Linked DNA regions of Zea mays: region 1 is linked to region 2. The links are chromatin contacts, called in public Hi-C maps. All regions are on one chromosome and are shown on one strand. Each heading gives the region's core, a stretch centred on a gene start, on an enhancer-like site or on the middle of the called end of the contact. The rest is flanking DNA. Distances are from core to core; before and after follow the strand shown. Region 1 holds the start of LOC103639761 (U-box domain-containing protein 70). Region 2 holds the start of LOC100191528 (Late embryogenesis abundant protein group 2).

Evidence for each region. A called contact is a pair of places that touch in the nucleus more often than the background predicts.
Region 1: a contact with region 2 is called in a Hi-C map of ear, with 1.8 times the contacts expected there. The contact joins the promoter of LOC103639761 here to the promoter of LOC100191528 in region 2. A contact is called at or near these places in 5 of 25 Hi-C or Micro-C datasets (bundle sheath, ear, leaf and 2 more).

Annotation. Positions count from the first base shown.
Region 1 is chr9:18,532,444-18,540,309 of Zm-B73-REFERENCE-NAM-5.0, forward strand. LOC103639761 (U-box domain-containing protein 70) reads left to right here and starts at 6,199. Exons shown (of 9, transcript XM_020544180.2): 1 at 6,199-6,756; 2 at 6,839-7,127; 3 at 7,622-7,707. The coding sequence starts at 6,580.
Region 2 is chr9:18,363,585-18,370,850 of Zm-B73-REFERENCE-NAM-5.0, forward strand. LOC100191528 (Late embryogenesis abundant protein group 2) reads right to left here and starts at 1,859. Exons shown (of 4, transcript NM_001308343.1): 1 at 1,685-1,859; 2 at 994-1,587; 3 at 284-469; 4 at 1-129. The coding sequence starts at 1,506.

The sequences.
Region 1 (7,866 bases), core at 4,949-7,448, 170 kb after region 2:
GGAATCACGTCCGTTGAATTAACCATCAGGACTAAGACCCTTGCTGCTGCATTCTTCGTCGCTGATGTAGAAGGAAATTACAGTTTAATTCTAAGCAGAGATTGGATTCACGCCAATCAATGTATGCCTTCTGAATTACATCAAATGCTAATACAATGGGTAGGCGATGACATAAAACAAGTACATGCTGATGTATCGGCCTGCATCGCCGTGGCCGATGCCCCTGTACTCTGGACTTATGAGACTGCTACATGTCTCACAGGAGTAGATTTTTCTGATTATCAATTCATAAGTATAGATAAGAAAGGCTTCATTCCTGTAATGCTAGAGCCGATGGAGAATCGGCTAAATCCTAAATAAAGTTTAAATGATGAATACACACAAAATTCATGAGTCTCTGGCCACGGACAGTTCGGCTTCCAAGGCCGGATGGTCTGGTCTTTCACAAAAGGGTTCGGACTTTAAGACCGAACATATATCACAGCAAAAGGACAGTATTACAGATGATCCGATCCCCGAGACCGGAGAGTCCGCCGTCACACAAAGATCTTCTAATTCCTCTGTGGGGAACATGATAGAGGAATTCAGAGATCTTGATAAACTAGGACAGGGGTTTACATCGGCCGATCCTTTGGAGGAGATTGACATAGGAGATGGTAAAACTCCAAGGCCGACTTTTGTAAACAAGACCCTGGAGACCGATCCTAGAGATGAGATGATCGGTCTATTGAAGGAATATTCAGATTGCTTTGCTTAGAATTATACTGAGATGCCTGGATTAAGCCGAGAGATCGTAGAGCATCGGCTGTCTATTAAATCTGGTTTCAGACCTTTCAAGCAAAGAGCTAGAACATTTCGTCCAGATCTTCTCCCACGCATCAAGGACGAAATCCACCGGCTGCTAGAAGCTGATTTTATCAGACCTTGCAGATACGCAGAGTGGGTCTCCAATATTGTGCCGGTGGAGAAGAAGGAGTCAGGTAAACTTAGAGTATGCATTGATTTTCGCAATTTAAATAGAGCAACTCCTAAAGACGAATACCCCATGCCCATAGCCGACACATTAATCAATAATGCATCAGGAAATAGAATTATTAGCTTCCTTGATGGTAATGCCGGATATAATCAGATTTTCATGGCCGAAGAAGGTGCGTCTAAAACGGCCTTTATATGTCCAGGCTTCATTGGTTTATTTGAGTGGGTTATCATGACATTTGGTCTGAAAAATGCTGGTGCTACTTATCAGAGGGCTATGAATTTGATCTTCCATGAATTGTTAGGAAACACTGTGGAAGTTTACATTGATGATTTTGTAGTCAAATCGGCTGAGTTTAGTTCTCATATAGCTGATTTGCGCAAAGCCTTTGATAAAATGCGTCAGTATGGTTTGAAAATGAAGTAAATGTGCTTTTGGAGTGTCGGCTGGTAAGTTTTTAGGATTTGTCATACATGAACATGGTATAGAGATAGACCCTGACCGAATCAAGTCTATTCGGAATGTGGGACCTCCGACCTGTAAGGTCGAGGTACAGAGGTTTCTTGGCAAGGTGAATTATTTACGAAGGTTTATTTCTAACCTAGCCGGGAAGATTGATGCGTTCACCCCTATTCTTCGGCTTAAGAATGATGCCGAATTCGCTTGGGGGGCAGAACAGCAAGAAGCATTTGATCTCATCAAAAAATACTTATCTTCAGCTCTGAAAGGGAAATGTGCCTTTGGGCCATTTCTAAGTATTTTGGTGATTGAGTGCCAACACAAGTGCTTAAATGTGAATTTATGCTCATGGATGGACAAAGTGCAAATCAAGAGTAAAGGTATGTTTCTAAGCCTTAGTACATTGGTTTTGTGTACTAATATACTTGTCTAAGTGTTAGAAACAGAAAGAAGAAGAAAAGAAAAGAGGTGAAAAAGGCTTGGCTGTGTACAGCCAAGACTCAGCTCAGTCTGGCACACCGGACTGTCCGGTGGTGCACCGGACAGTGTCCGGTGCGCCAGGCTGACTCGTCGTGAAGTGGCCGCTCTCGGAAATTTACCGGCGACGTACGGCTATAATTCACCGGACTGTCCGGTGTGCACCGGACTGTCCGGTGTGCACCGGACTGTCCGGTGAGCCAACGGTCGGCCGCGGAATCTGCGCGCGACACGTGGCCGGGCCAACGGTCGGAAGGGGGCACCGGACTGTCTGGTGTGCACCGGACATGTCCGGTGCGCCAACGGCTCCCAGATCTGCAACGGTCGACTGCACCGTTTAAGGAAAGAAATCGGGCACCGGACAGTGTCCGGTGTGCACCGGACTGTCCGGTGCTCCAGTCGACAGAAGGCAAGATCAGCCTTCCAGATTTGCTCTCAACGGCTCCTAGCTGCCTTGGGGCTATAAAAGGGACCCCTAGGCGCATGGAGGAGAACACCAAGCATTCCTACAACATTCCTAAGCACCAAGACATCGATTCCGCGCATTTGGTTCATTGTGATAGCATCTAGAGCTCTTGTTGAGTTGTGAACTCATTGAGTTGTGTTGCGAGCTCTTGTTGCGACTTGTGTGCGTGCTGTTGCTCTGATTTTGAGTCTTGTGTGCGTTGCTAGTTCCTCCCTTACTCCGTATTTCTTTGTGAATCTCAAGTGTAAGGGCGAGAGGCTCCAAGTTGTGGAGATTCCTCGCAAACGGGATATTGAAAGGCAAAGCAAAACACCGTGGTATTCAAGTTGGTCTTTGGACCGCTTGAGAGGGGTTGATCGCAACCCTCGTCCGTTGGGACGCCACAACGTGGAGTAGGCAAGCGTTGGTCTTGGCCGAACCACGGGATAAACCACTGTGTCATCTCTGTGTTTGATCTCTTGTGGTATTGTGTTTTGTTGAGACTCCTCTCTAGCCACTTGGCGATTATTGTGCTAACACTTAACAAGTTTTTGTGGCTATAAGTTTAAGTTTCACAGGATCACCTATTCACCCCCCCTCTAGGTGCTCTCAAGCTCCCGTATTAAAAGCACCACGAGCAGGAGTACCATTCCGATTATACATTGCAGCTGAGGATAAGATCATTGGGGCTGTTCTGACACAAGAAACTGAGGGGAAGGAGCATGTGGTGACATATCTAAGCCGAAGGTTGGTGGATGCTGAAACAAGGTACACTTTTATTGAAAAGTTATGCTTATGCTTGTTTTTTGCATGCACCAAATGTAGATGTTATTTATTGTCTAGTCATTGCATTGTTTCTGGTCAAGCCGATGTGATCAAATAAATGTTGCATAACCCAATTATGAGTGGTAGAATTGGTAAGTGGGCTTATGCACTCATAGAATATGACTTGGCCTATGAACCATTGAAATCTATGAAAGGCCAAGTCATAGCGGATTTCATCGTAGAACATCGGGTTAATGATATTCATGAACTAGACATGTCATACCTCACTATTACTCCTTGGACTTTATATTTTGATGGATCGGTTTGCAATGAAGGGCAAGGAATTGGCATTGTACTTGTTTCACCAAGTAATGTCTCCTTTGACTTCTCTAGCCGATTGAAAACTTATTGCACTAATAATCAAGCTGAATATGAGGCCCTCCTATTCGGCTTAGAACTTTTAAATGGTATGGGAGTAAAACATGTGAAGGTATTTGGTGATTCTCAGCTGGTTGTCCAACAAGTGTTAGAAGAATATCAATATTTTGATGGTACTCTAAATAGTTACCTTGAGAAATGTTGGAGCATAATTCATTCTTTTGACGAATTCAGTATTCGGCATATCTCTAGAGTTGAGAATCATAGAGCTAACGATTTGGCACAAGATGCATCAGGTTATCGGATAAAGAGAGGGAAGTTTCACAAAACTGAAAATCTGATAACCAGTGCAGAGCCAAATTCCCAGGTCGCGGACCGTCCGCGTGATGGCGCCGGACCGTCCGGGGTTACCAGAAATGTTCTCTTAATCGATTCGGCTGACAATGAAGCCGATGCAAGAGATTGGAGGACACCTATACTTAATTATTTACGAAATCCCAATACCAAAACAGATAAGAACATTCGGCGAACAGCTTTCAAGTATGTTTTGATGAGTGACGAACTTTACCGCCGAACAGTCAATGACATCCTGCTTAAGTGCTTGGGCCCAGATGATGCTATATTAGCTATGGCCGAAGTACATGAAGGGATTTGTGGTACTCATCAATCAGCTCCAAAAATGAAGTGGTTGTTGCGAAGGTCCGGTTTTTATTGGCCTAGTATGATAGCTGATTGTTTTAAGTACTACAAGGGTTGCCAAGTGTGTCAAAAATTCGGCGACCTACAGTTGGTCCCTGCAGCCGAATTACATCCTATCATCAAGCCTTGTCCGTTCAGAGGATGGGGATTAGACTTTATTGGAGAAATTCATCCTTCATCATCAAAGGGGCATCGGTTTGTGTTAGTTGCCACTGACTACTTCACCAAATGGACTGAAGTCGTTGCTCTAAAGAACATGACACACAAGGAGGTGATCGAGTTTATAACTGAGCATATTATTCATAGATTCGGCATTCCCCAGACCTTAACTACAGATCAAGGTACTTCTTTTATGTCAAAGGAGGTACGTGAATTTGCTGAATTATACAAAATTAAGCTGCTTAATTCATCTCCATATTATGCTCAGGCCAATGGTCAGGCCGAGTCTAGCAATAGGACATTGATTAATTTGATAAAAAAGAAAATATCTGATAATCCTAAACATTGGCATAAGATTTTGTCTGAAGCTTTATGGGCTCATAGGATATCTAAATATAGTGCTACTAAAGTATCTCCTTTTGAGCTTGTCTGTGGGCAGGAAGCAGTGTTGCCTGTGGAAATAAGTTTGAATGCTGTCAGGTTCGCCAGACAAAATGATCTAACTGCTACTGATTATTATGATTCAATGATTGATAATATTGATGAGGTGACCGACAAGAGGATGATAGCTTTGGGAGCAATAGAAAAGGACAAGATCATGGTAGCCAGGGCCTACAACAAGAAGGTCAAAGCAAAGTCATTTCAAGTAGGGGACCTGGTGTGGAAGACCATTCTGCCTCTAAGGAATAAAGACCGGAAATTCGAGAAATGGTCACCAAGCTGGGAAGGTCCTTATAAAGTAAAACAGGTGATGTCTGGCAACGCCTATTTGCTACAAACATTACAAGGAAAGGACTTGCCTAAGGCTTTGAATAAGCGTTTCCTCAAACAGTACCATCCTAGTATGTGGCAAGATGCCTAAGAGAACCGATGTAATCACATCGAGTTAGTTGCTTTTGGTTTGCTCAGCTCCACCAAAAGGCAGGGGGCATATGTTGAGCTCCATTTTGAGCGGGCGGACGGTCCGGCCCTGAGGCCAGACGGTCCGCGGTCCGGACAGTCCGCGCCTGTGGGCCGGACGGTCCGCGCATGCGCAGAACAGTTTAGGGTTCCGAGTTTTGTGCTATGTTTGTTGGCTAGATTTGCGGATTAGCTCGGAATCCAGTCGTGTAAAGGGTCCAGCCCCCCTCCTCTATAAAAAGAGAGGTCTACCGTCTACGGCCGATTTGTAACAATCAATCGAATCAATACAACTTCTATTCGCATTTATTTCCAGTACAATTAGGAGTAGTTCTAGTCTAGTTCTAGTTTAGCCTCTCGATCCCCAAATTCTCCGCCTCTCCTCGACTCTACGTCGATTAGAGGAGTCTAGGTCGGCCTGCCCGAGCCTAGACAGCCCCTAGGATCTCTCCTCCCCGACGGGGTCCCTCCCGGGAGCGAGATCCAGGCGCCACCGGCGATCTTCCGCCGCTCCTGCACACGCGCGGACCGTCCGGCCCCAGGACGCGGACCATCCGGCCGTCAGGCCCCAGGACGCGGACCATCCGGCCGTCAGGCAGGAAACCCTAGCCCCTGCGCCAGGTCGTGGACCGTCCGGCCCCTGGCCGCGGACCGTCCGCCCCTGACCAGAGAGCACCGCCGCCGGTTCTTCTTGAGTATTTGGCGCTCCAAAAAAGCGTCAACACACTATAGCTACTATGGACATAGACATGCCATGTTAGATAAAGACCTATCTCAAACCGATACCGACCTATAGTGCTTTACACAAAAGATTACGATCAAAAACTGTATTTCCAATTGTAGTTAACCTAGATGATTTTGTATGAAATAAAGTCAAATTCCTATCCTTCGGGGGAAAAACAATTTATTCCTCAACGGCAGTGAACCGGTTGGCAGCGAAGGCGGGGCTCGCTTTCGACCCTGGCTGGGGCCCCACTTGGCAGAGACGCAAATCAAACCGCTGCACAAAAGGAGATGCTCCCCTACACCGGCCGATTTGCTAATTTGTCGTTATTGCCGCTTCGAAAATTTGCATGAAACTCATAAAATCACGCAGAAAACTATACAACGAATTCAGTGCTAAAATTCCAATTATTTCCCTGCAGGCTGCATCGGCCAGGTGGCCAAGTCTCGTCAAGTCGTCCCCGCTCCCCCATAGTCGCCACCGCCGGCCCGCCTGCCCGCGGCACGCAACCCGCCACGCCCAAGCAGCGGAGGGCCAAAAATGCGCTCGCAGTTGCCGTAGCGCCATCGCGTCGTCCATCCGCTGGGGAGCCACGCGATGGAGGAGGACAAGCGGGCGGAGGAGGCGCGGCGCGCCAAGGAGGCCGGCAACGACGCATACCGCAAGTCCTTCCTCGAGACGGCCGTCGAGCACTACACCCGCGGCGCGCTCCTCGACCCCCGAGATATCTCCTTCCTCACTAACCGCGCCGCCGCCTACTTCCACATGGGCAAGGTTTCCCACGCCCTCTCGGCTCCCCCCCATTCCATACCCTCGCAACCGACTCGGCGGCTGACGATTGTGGGGGCATTTTCAGTATAAGGAGTGCGTGAGGGACTGCGAGGGGGCGGTGGAGCGTGGCAGGGACCTCAGCGCCGCCAACAAGCTGATCGCGAAGGCGCTGTTGCGGAAGGCGTCGGCGCTGCTCGAGCTCGCGACATGCTCCGGGGATTACGCACCGGCGATCAGGGCCCTGCAGCAATCGCTCACCGAGCATTACAGCGAGGAGACGCACGAGAAGCTCAACAAGGCGGTGGTAGTTAAGAAGGAGCTTGAGGAGCAGGAGCGATTGGATCAGGAGACGGCCGACCAACACCGCGAGAGAGGTTTGGATGTTGCTCGATTAACGCATTGCTGACTTGTTGAGTAGGGGCATGTGCAACACAGGACAATGTTAGTGGACTGCATTTGTTTATCAATCACGAGGGGCACACAGATTTTGACATTTTGTGGCGACAGTAAATACCCTCAGAAAGTTTCAGTTACTATCGTCTGTAACCCGAATGTCCCGGGTTCGAGCCTCAGCCTCTGCATATTATGCGGGTAAGGCTTGACGCTTAAAGATATCTTTTCCCAGACCCCGCACAGTGCGGTAAGTCTACGGCACTGGGTACGCCCTTTTTTTAAGGCCTAGAACTTTGCAAAGTATATGTACTCTGCGCTCTGCGGTTCCCATGTGAATGAACGACAGACCACAAAAGTAAGGGACGAGTAGATGCTTCTCCTAGTAAACTTTGTTTTCTAATCATTAGATATCCAATTCCTAAATAGTTATACGCCATTGTGATATACTGCTACTTACTGTGTACAAACGCTGCAGGCAACGAATTGTTCAAGCAGAAGCAGTACCATGAAGCAGCAACGCACTACACACGAGCTATGAAAATGAACCCAAAGGATCCAAGAGTAAGCATATTGGTCATTCCTCTGATTTTCATTCTCAAGAAACGGTAACTCCAGACCCATAGTAAACTAGTACTTTTTCTGACATTAGAAACTTTGCTGATAAATTAGATTTGCATTGGTAAAAAACTAGAACATTATCTATAAGGAACAATTGGATCT
Region 2 (7,266 bases), core at 609-3,108:
CACCGCCCCCCCGCCCGCGCTCGTGGACAGCGTCAGGCCGCCCCCGGCGCCGTACAGCGGCACCTTCTCGCCGTGGATCACCGCCGTCACCGTCCGGTGGCTCTTCCTCGGCTGGTAGTACCTGCGGACCTGCGTGGTCACAGGAGGTAGCCATGTCAGATTCGATGGCTGTCATAGAAACTAGCAGCAAGCTGTTATCATGTTTCTTTCACTCGCAGCTAGAAGGGGTGAAACTAACGCAGGCAGCAAAGTGAGGCAACGATGCATGGATGCTGGACAATACCTGGCCGACTGCTATTGAGATCTCTGAATAGATCAGACGGATGGGGCCGGAGGTGACATGGATCCCAAACATTGTGGCAGGGTTGTACACCGATACGTGCAGCGAACAGTTCGTCGTGACCAATTTGGTCGGAACGCCGCTGTGGTCTGTGCCTTCACCAGCGTAGAAGTCGTCCATCACCAGGCTCTGCACCCAAAAAAAGAAGCGAGAGAGGTTCGTTGGTTTTAAAAGACGGATTTGTAGCAAACACCATTTATTCTCATTTCAGATTCTACCAGAAGTAAAATAAACGATTGGCTTAATTTTCAGATGAACTGGGAAGTGTTAGCACAAATTAACCAGTCTGTTATTTTCAGTAGAAAGCATCAGTTGAACTTCTATAACTTGAAGCCTTGAACCAATCTACTCTAGTAACCAATATGTGACTAATATGTGAGCAAGATTAGGTTCCTGATTTACAATTTACTTGTAACCACATGTAACCAATATGTGAGCAGCAACAAAACTAAAACAACCCAGCTATGCAATTTTAAATTTCCAACATTTCACTGTCTAACTGAACCACCTTTCCCCAACTGGATGATGTCTCGCCTACCGCTGGAACCGTGGGAGACATGAGTCAAATTTAGTAACTATAGGCGTCAGTTACTCGATCTACAGATGGGAATGGAGATGGACGCGTAACTAATCGTGTACTATAGTACAAATACCTTGACGACGACCTCGGGCTCGTACGGGCGGGCGGCGCCCCAGATGACGAGGCAGAAGACGGTGAAGAGGAGGACGAAGGTGAGGAAGCCGAGCACGATCTGGCAGCGGCGGGAGAGGCCGCTGTCCCCGGCGCCGAGGCCCTCGTAGGGCCCTTCCTCCTCGATGACGCTGCACTCGGGCCAGCCCTTGTCGTTGAGCACCTTGCGCCCGCCGCCGCCGCCCCCGCGGAGGCCGCCGGAGAAGCGGCTGACGGAGGAGGAGCGGGAGTGGCGGCCGTAGGAGGGGTGCGACGGCGACTCGCTGGGGCTGTTGTTGTACACCGGCGTGGCCTGCATCGACGACGACTTGTACCCGCCGCCGCCGCCGTCGTGCGACTCCCGCGACGGGCTCTGCACGTAGTAGCCGCCGCCGCCGCCGCCGGTGCCGGCCGCGGCAACGCCCCGCTTCGGCGACCGCGGCGGCGACGACGCCGCCAGGCTCGTCACGTCCGACTCCGACTTGGCGTGCATCATCCTCCTCCTCCCTCCGCTCGCTCGCTCGCGCGCCTCGCTCCCGCGGGTTCCCCCCCTGCCCTGCTGGCCAGAAGACCAAAACTGACAGCAGCAACACGGTCAGAAGCAGAACGGCGCCGGCGCTCGCGGGCGGAGCTGCGGAGACAGAAATGGAAGGCCTCCAGTGATCTGCACGTACCTGCGCGAACGAGCGGCGTCAGTGGCGCAGGGGGGGGGGGGGGGGGGCGGTGGAGTGGAGCAGAGCACGCGCCTCCTCCGTGCCTGGCTCGCTGGGCACCGCATCGGCAGCGCAGCACTAAAAGAGGCGGAAGGGGAGAGCGAGAGCGAGCAGTAACGAGCACAGAAAGGCCGGGGGGCAACCTCCCTCCGGATCCGCTGCGGCCCGGAGACACCCGTGGTCCGGTAGAGAGCGGACGCGTGGCGTGGGGAGCCGCGCCGGGGTGGCGCCCGGTTAGAGATGGCAATGGGTACCCGCGACCCGATACCCGATGGGTATTTACTCCATTAGGGTATGTATGTGGGCTAAATATTCTACCTGTGGGTCTGTTATTGGGCAAAAATCTTCACCCAATGGGTAAACGGGTATTAGAACGTTCCGCCTTCACTCATACCCGTTAACCCATGGGTATAAAATACCCAATATAAACTTAGCCCAAGCATGAACTTGTACTTTAGTAATCCATCTTTTTTACTATTTGACAACCTTTTAGACCATAATGTCATAGAAGGCTTAACGACAATTTAATGGCTATATAATGGAACATGTAATGTGCTATGTAGTACTATCCTAGTGTTACTACTTTATCCAATTATCTTTGGTGTGTTGAATGGATGGTTAAATGATGCTAGAAAATTTTGTAATGGTATTTATATCATTATATGGATATACTTGACATTTGTATAGTATAATATTTTGATAGATGTTTAATTTTTGTGGGTACGGGTGACCCGATGGGTGACCCATACCCACATGGGTATGGGTATGGGGGTAAATCCATACCCATCAGGGTATATGGGTGACCCGGTGGGGTTATTTTTGTGTCGCGGGTATGGGTATGAGGTAGTAATACCCGGTAGGTATTTACCCATTGCCATCTCTACGCCCGGTAGTTGGGAGTGGGAGGCGGAGCAGCGGATCGGGCCAGTTGCTAGGGGAGCACGGCAGCGCGGGTGCGGTGGGCGACTGGAGTGGAGTGTCGGCAGCGACGGGGGAAGGGCCAAGGGAGGGAATGTGTGTGCGCGCGGAGCTGGGGGATTATGCTTTCTGTCTGTCTGTCTGTAATTCTGTAGTATGTACGTATACTCCGTTGCACGCCCATGTCACGTATTCTTCTCGCAGCTTGAAATCAGACAAAATTTCGTTAAGATTTTGAACGAATGGAGATGGACCTATAGATCTCTGCGTCTGGTTCGAATCCTCGATGGCTTCTTTTTCGCGCACTTGCACTCATCGGTTCGGCATGTGTAGTGTAGGTACAAGGGTTGTACTACCCTACTAAAATGCCAGTGCCGAGCACGGCCGTCCTGAGGCTTGCGTTGCGTCTCCGTACGCGCGCTAGTACATCGCCCAGAAGGGCCAGAACGTGTGTTTTCGTAAAGAGTTGGGGCAAACGGGGGGTGCGCGGTTGTTTGTAAAGAGAGTCTAGCCGCTACTAGCTAAAACTACGGGCGACATGGGTTTCGTTTTGGCCACAAGCTTGTCTCGTTCCGGAAGACCGCACACGGAAACTTGGAGGATTTGCCATTAACCGATCGTTATGACGATCTCGGCGTCGTTTGTGGCAAAGCAAGGAGCGGATTTTCTCTTGCACGGGTGATTGGATCGGCTGGCATGGCAGGAATCAATCAGAGGTACGCGCGAGCGCGAGCGCGACCAGTCCTGTGGTGGATCCGCACTGGACGGATGGGGTTCCTTCTGGTAAGGCTAACCCATCGGCGTGTGTCGGTCGTGTCAGCTTGTGCCACTGCCTCCTTTGCCCCCATGGAATGGATGCCATCTCTCTCTCTCTCTCTCTCTCTCCTCTTCTTTTTTTTCCTTTTTCTTTGTTTAAAGCTTTCTCCAGCTTCTTTAATCCTTGCCTCCCATCTTCAATGCTACCATTCATGTTAGTGGAGGGAACAAAGGGGGGATATATGTAACGCTTATCCACATGAATGCGACTGCAGCGGCCAAACCTGCCTTTTCTTCTCTCTCTCTCTATTTCTCTTCCCCGCTGGAATGGGATGGTTAAGCGCTGTAGCCGGAGAACGACTTGGCAACCAACCTGCTGCGTTGCGTTGCGTTGCGTTTGCGTCGAGGCCGGCCGTTGCCCCCGCGGAGGACGCTCGAGCTTAGAATTGACACGCCGCCTACTGCAGGGCAGCAGGGGCGCCGCAGCTGCTGCAGGCTGCAGCGCGCGCGGGGAGACGAGTCGGTGAGGCCGACGCGCCAACGCCAACAACGAACGCCTCCTCCTCCTCCTCACGTGTCGGTTCTTCGGAAACGTAAACGTGACGGCAGTAATGCTCGCAGCAGGTCACAGATGGCCGGCGACTTGCGGGCGGCAGGAGACGCTCCGCAGGTCCACGTCACCAGATCAGTGGACCGTCACCGTCGCCGTACCTTTTTTTTTTAAAAAAAAATCTGATGAGAGACCGGTGTGGAACATCTCTACCAGCAGAAATTATTCTTTATTAGCTGCTGGGAACTTAGGGACTCTACTGCCCTAGCTAGCTAGCTAGCCGCACCTAGTTCCACACCCAGTTGTTCATGGTGGTCTGAAGCCAGCAAACATCCTTCTATCTGCTCGATGCTAGCTTAGTCAGGTGCTGTTTGGGTTAAGAAATGTAACGCAAATTACCCAAATGGTAATGGTTTACGTTCGATTACTGGCGGTAACAATTTGAATAGGCTGGTATCACTTTTTAGTGTGGTATCTAATTACGGTTGTACTAAAACAAACATGATTTAACGTTATCAGTTACCTATTATGTTACAAATTTATGAACCAAACAGCACATAAGCTTTGGTGACTTGGGCTTCTCTCGCCACACTGTGTCCACTGGAGAGCTGACATGTCAGTGCGGTATCTATCCTTCTGGGGTTGCCGTCGTCTTGCACCTTTCGACATGAAAACCTCCTGTTGCCCTGCCCTGTTGGGTTTGGGTAAACAAGACTACACCTAGAGATGGCAACGGGTACAAACCCGTCGGGTTTTGCTATCCCAAACCCGTACCCGTGAAAAATATTTACACCCATTAAAAAACTCGTACCCGTGACGGGTTTAAAATTTTGCCCAAACCCGTACCCATCGGGTTAGCGGGTACCCACGGGTTACCCGTGGGTTTTATCTCCAATATACTTATTCTTTTTATAATCAATAAGTATCGTAATGATTAATGAGATCATGGTCTAAAATTTATGTAATGAACAACAAGTTCATGATTTGGTATAAAAATATTAGTAAAGAGAATTAAATACAAATAATAAGTTGTATAATCAAGTTACCTTGCACTAAGTTATATATCCACCACATATATAACGCTAGTAATAACTATAATAGTAAGCAAGCAACACACTCACCAACTACTTATTACATTCACTATTTGATAAAAAAAATAGGAAGTAAATAGGTAGATAACAAGTTTGTTGTTCGTTTATAAAATAAAATGACAATATACACTAGGTTTGGTCGGGTTTAAAAAACCCACGGGTTCACGGTTTTGGGTACTGTAGGAATAAACCCGTACCCATGAACCCGTCGGATATACATTTATGCCCATTAACAAACCCATGAGTATGAAAATTGACTCAAACCCGTACCCTAGCGGGGTAAAAACCCATCGGGTTTCAGTTTTCGGGTACCAATTGCCATCTCTATACACCCTCCACCGTGGAGAAGTGGCTGAGGCAACGCTGCTGCACAGCGGCTACACCCACGTCTCTGCCTCATCTTGTAGATGAATTCCAGACAGAAAACTGCACTCCATCGTGTTTCATCATATCTGCCGGCCCTATATCTCAGGTGAGGATAAAGGCGGCTGATTTATGCCTTCATCGAATTAATACTGAGCTGAAGCTGAATGCGTCATCTGCTTTAATTTAATTCTCTCTGAGAAAAAAATTAAGCAGCTAGCGCATGAATTTCCTATATATGAAACGCGGTTCAAAACAACCTCCCTCGCGATGTCCACGTCAGCGTAAATTCTCCTCCTCGCTCGATCTCCAACCAACGGCTCACGTTCATGTCTCCTCGCCTCCTTCTCTCTTTTTCGGCTCTCGATGCTTCTGACCAACGCTTTCTCTCTCCTCGCCTCTCTTCACCCGCGTCGTGGTGTTTCTCATCCTCCTCGCTCTCTCCGCCTCTTCCCTATCCAAATTCGATTTGTCTCCCATCGATTTCGTCCTGACTGCAGCGTGCGCTTTGGTTGTTGCTGATGTCGCTCTCCTGTGGTTGCACGTGTCGCCCTCTCGTGGCTCCACCTCTCTCTCCCTTCTCCCTCCCACCGTAACCCCTGTCTGTCCATCCGTTACCTTCGCCTTCGGTTACTGCAGATTGTGACCATGTGAATGTGCGGCGTCGCCCTGGCTCTCCTCGCGACTCTGCTGCTCCAGGCCGTCGTCCCTAAGTCGGCGGCGGAGGGCCTTGTGCGGGTCGCGGCTAAGTCGGCGGCGGAGGGCCTTGTGCGGGTCGCGGAGAAGGAGCCCGCCGACTAGATCGACCATGTCGCCACGCGTCTCCTCCGCGTTGCCAGCGCCCTAGACTCGGGCCGCAATGACGACTTCGATGCTTGCATCTCAGCTTTGAGCCATGCTAGGAGCATAGGAGTTCCTCTACTGCTGAATAGTCAATCTTCGTTACCAAGATCTGAACCTTCATTTTCTATGAAAACCGGATTGCAGGTAACGAACATATCTCTACTCTTGTCTTTTTTTTCTCAGCTTTGTTGATTTTTTATTCGTATCTGACCGGGAGAGCTTAGTAACCTAGTGAAGAGGTGAATGCTTGAGAACAGGCAAAGCAAATACTTGGATTTTTGAAGGACGACATGCTGTAGAGCTTCTGGTAGGCAAACAACATATTCTTATATATGTAATGAAATGGCTAATAAACATGTCATGTGTTCGCCATATAAAAGACAGGAAAACGATCACCTACTGACATCTAAAGCTATTCTATATTCATTATTCAACTCTTACTTATTTCTTTTACTTATTTCCTTTCTCCCACTTTATTTCTGCTTGCTCAAGTGGATTTGATTTATTTAGCCCCACTGTTCATTAACTTGAGTTATTTGCGTTAGTAGTTATACATGTTCTCATTACCTCGCTCAAAATCCACATCTTGAGTCGCATTTGCGTCAGGCCCCCGATATCGCCAGCTGTCGTTGGCCACGCGCTTGCGCCGCTGTGGTAGAGAGGGCAAATTAGTAGACGTTCAATTGAAGTCCTGTGTTCCCAGCTCTCAGCATAGCAACATATTCGTCCTACTTTTTTTGCAACTGAAGCAGAAAAACTGCTATTTCATTTAAGATTGTAAAGGATCAAAGTCTGAAATGGTACTGAAATTTCTTCGGTTGGCGTTCCATCCTTCTTCTTGCAGGTCTGTAGAATTATGTACCACAATGCTGATTTATGCGTGAGTAAGACCCTCTACTTGCAGCTTTCTTCTATTAAAGATGACAACCATTTTGTTTGTTCATCGAAGTTTCCATATCAAATAGTCTGCTGTTGTGTTCAGGTAGTTATGGCTTTATTTCTTAATGCCTGTAGAATTATGC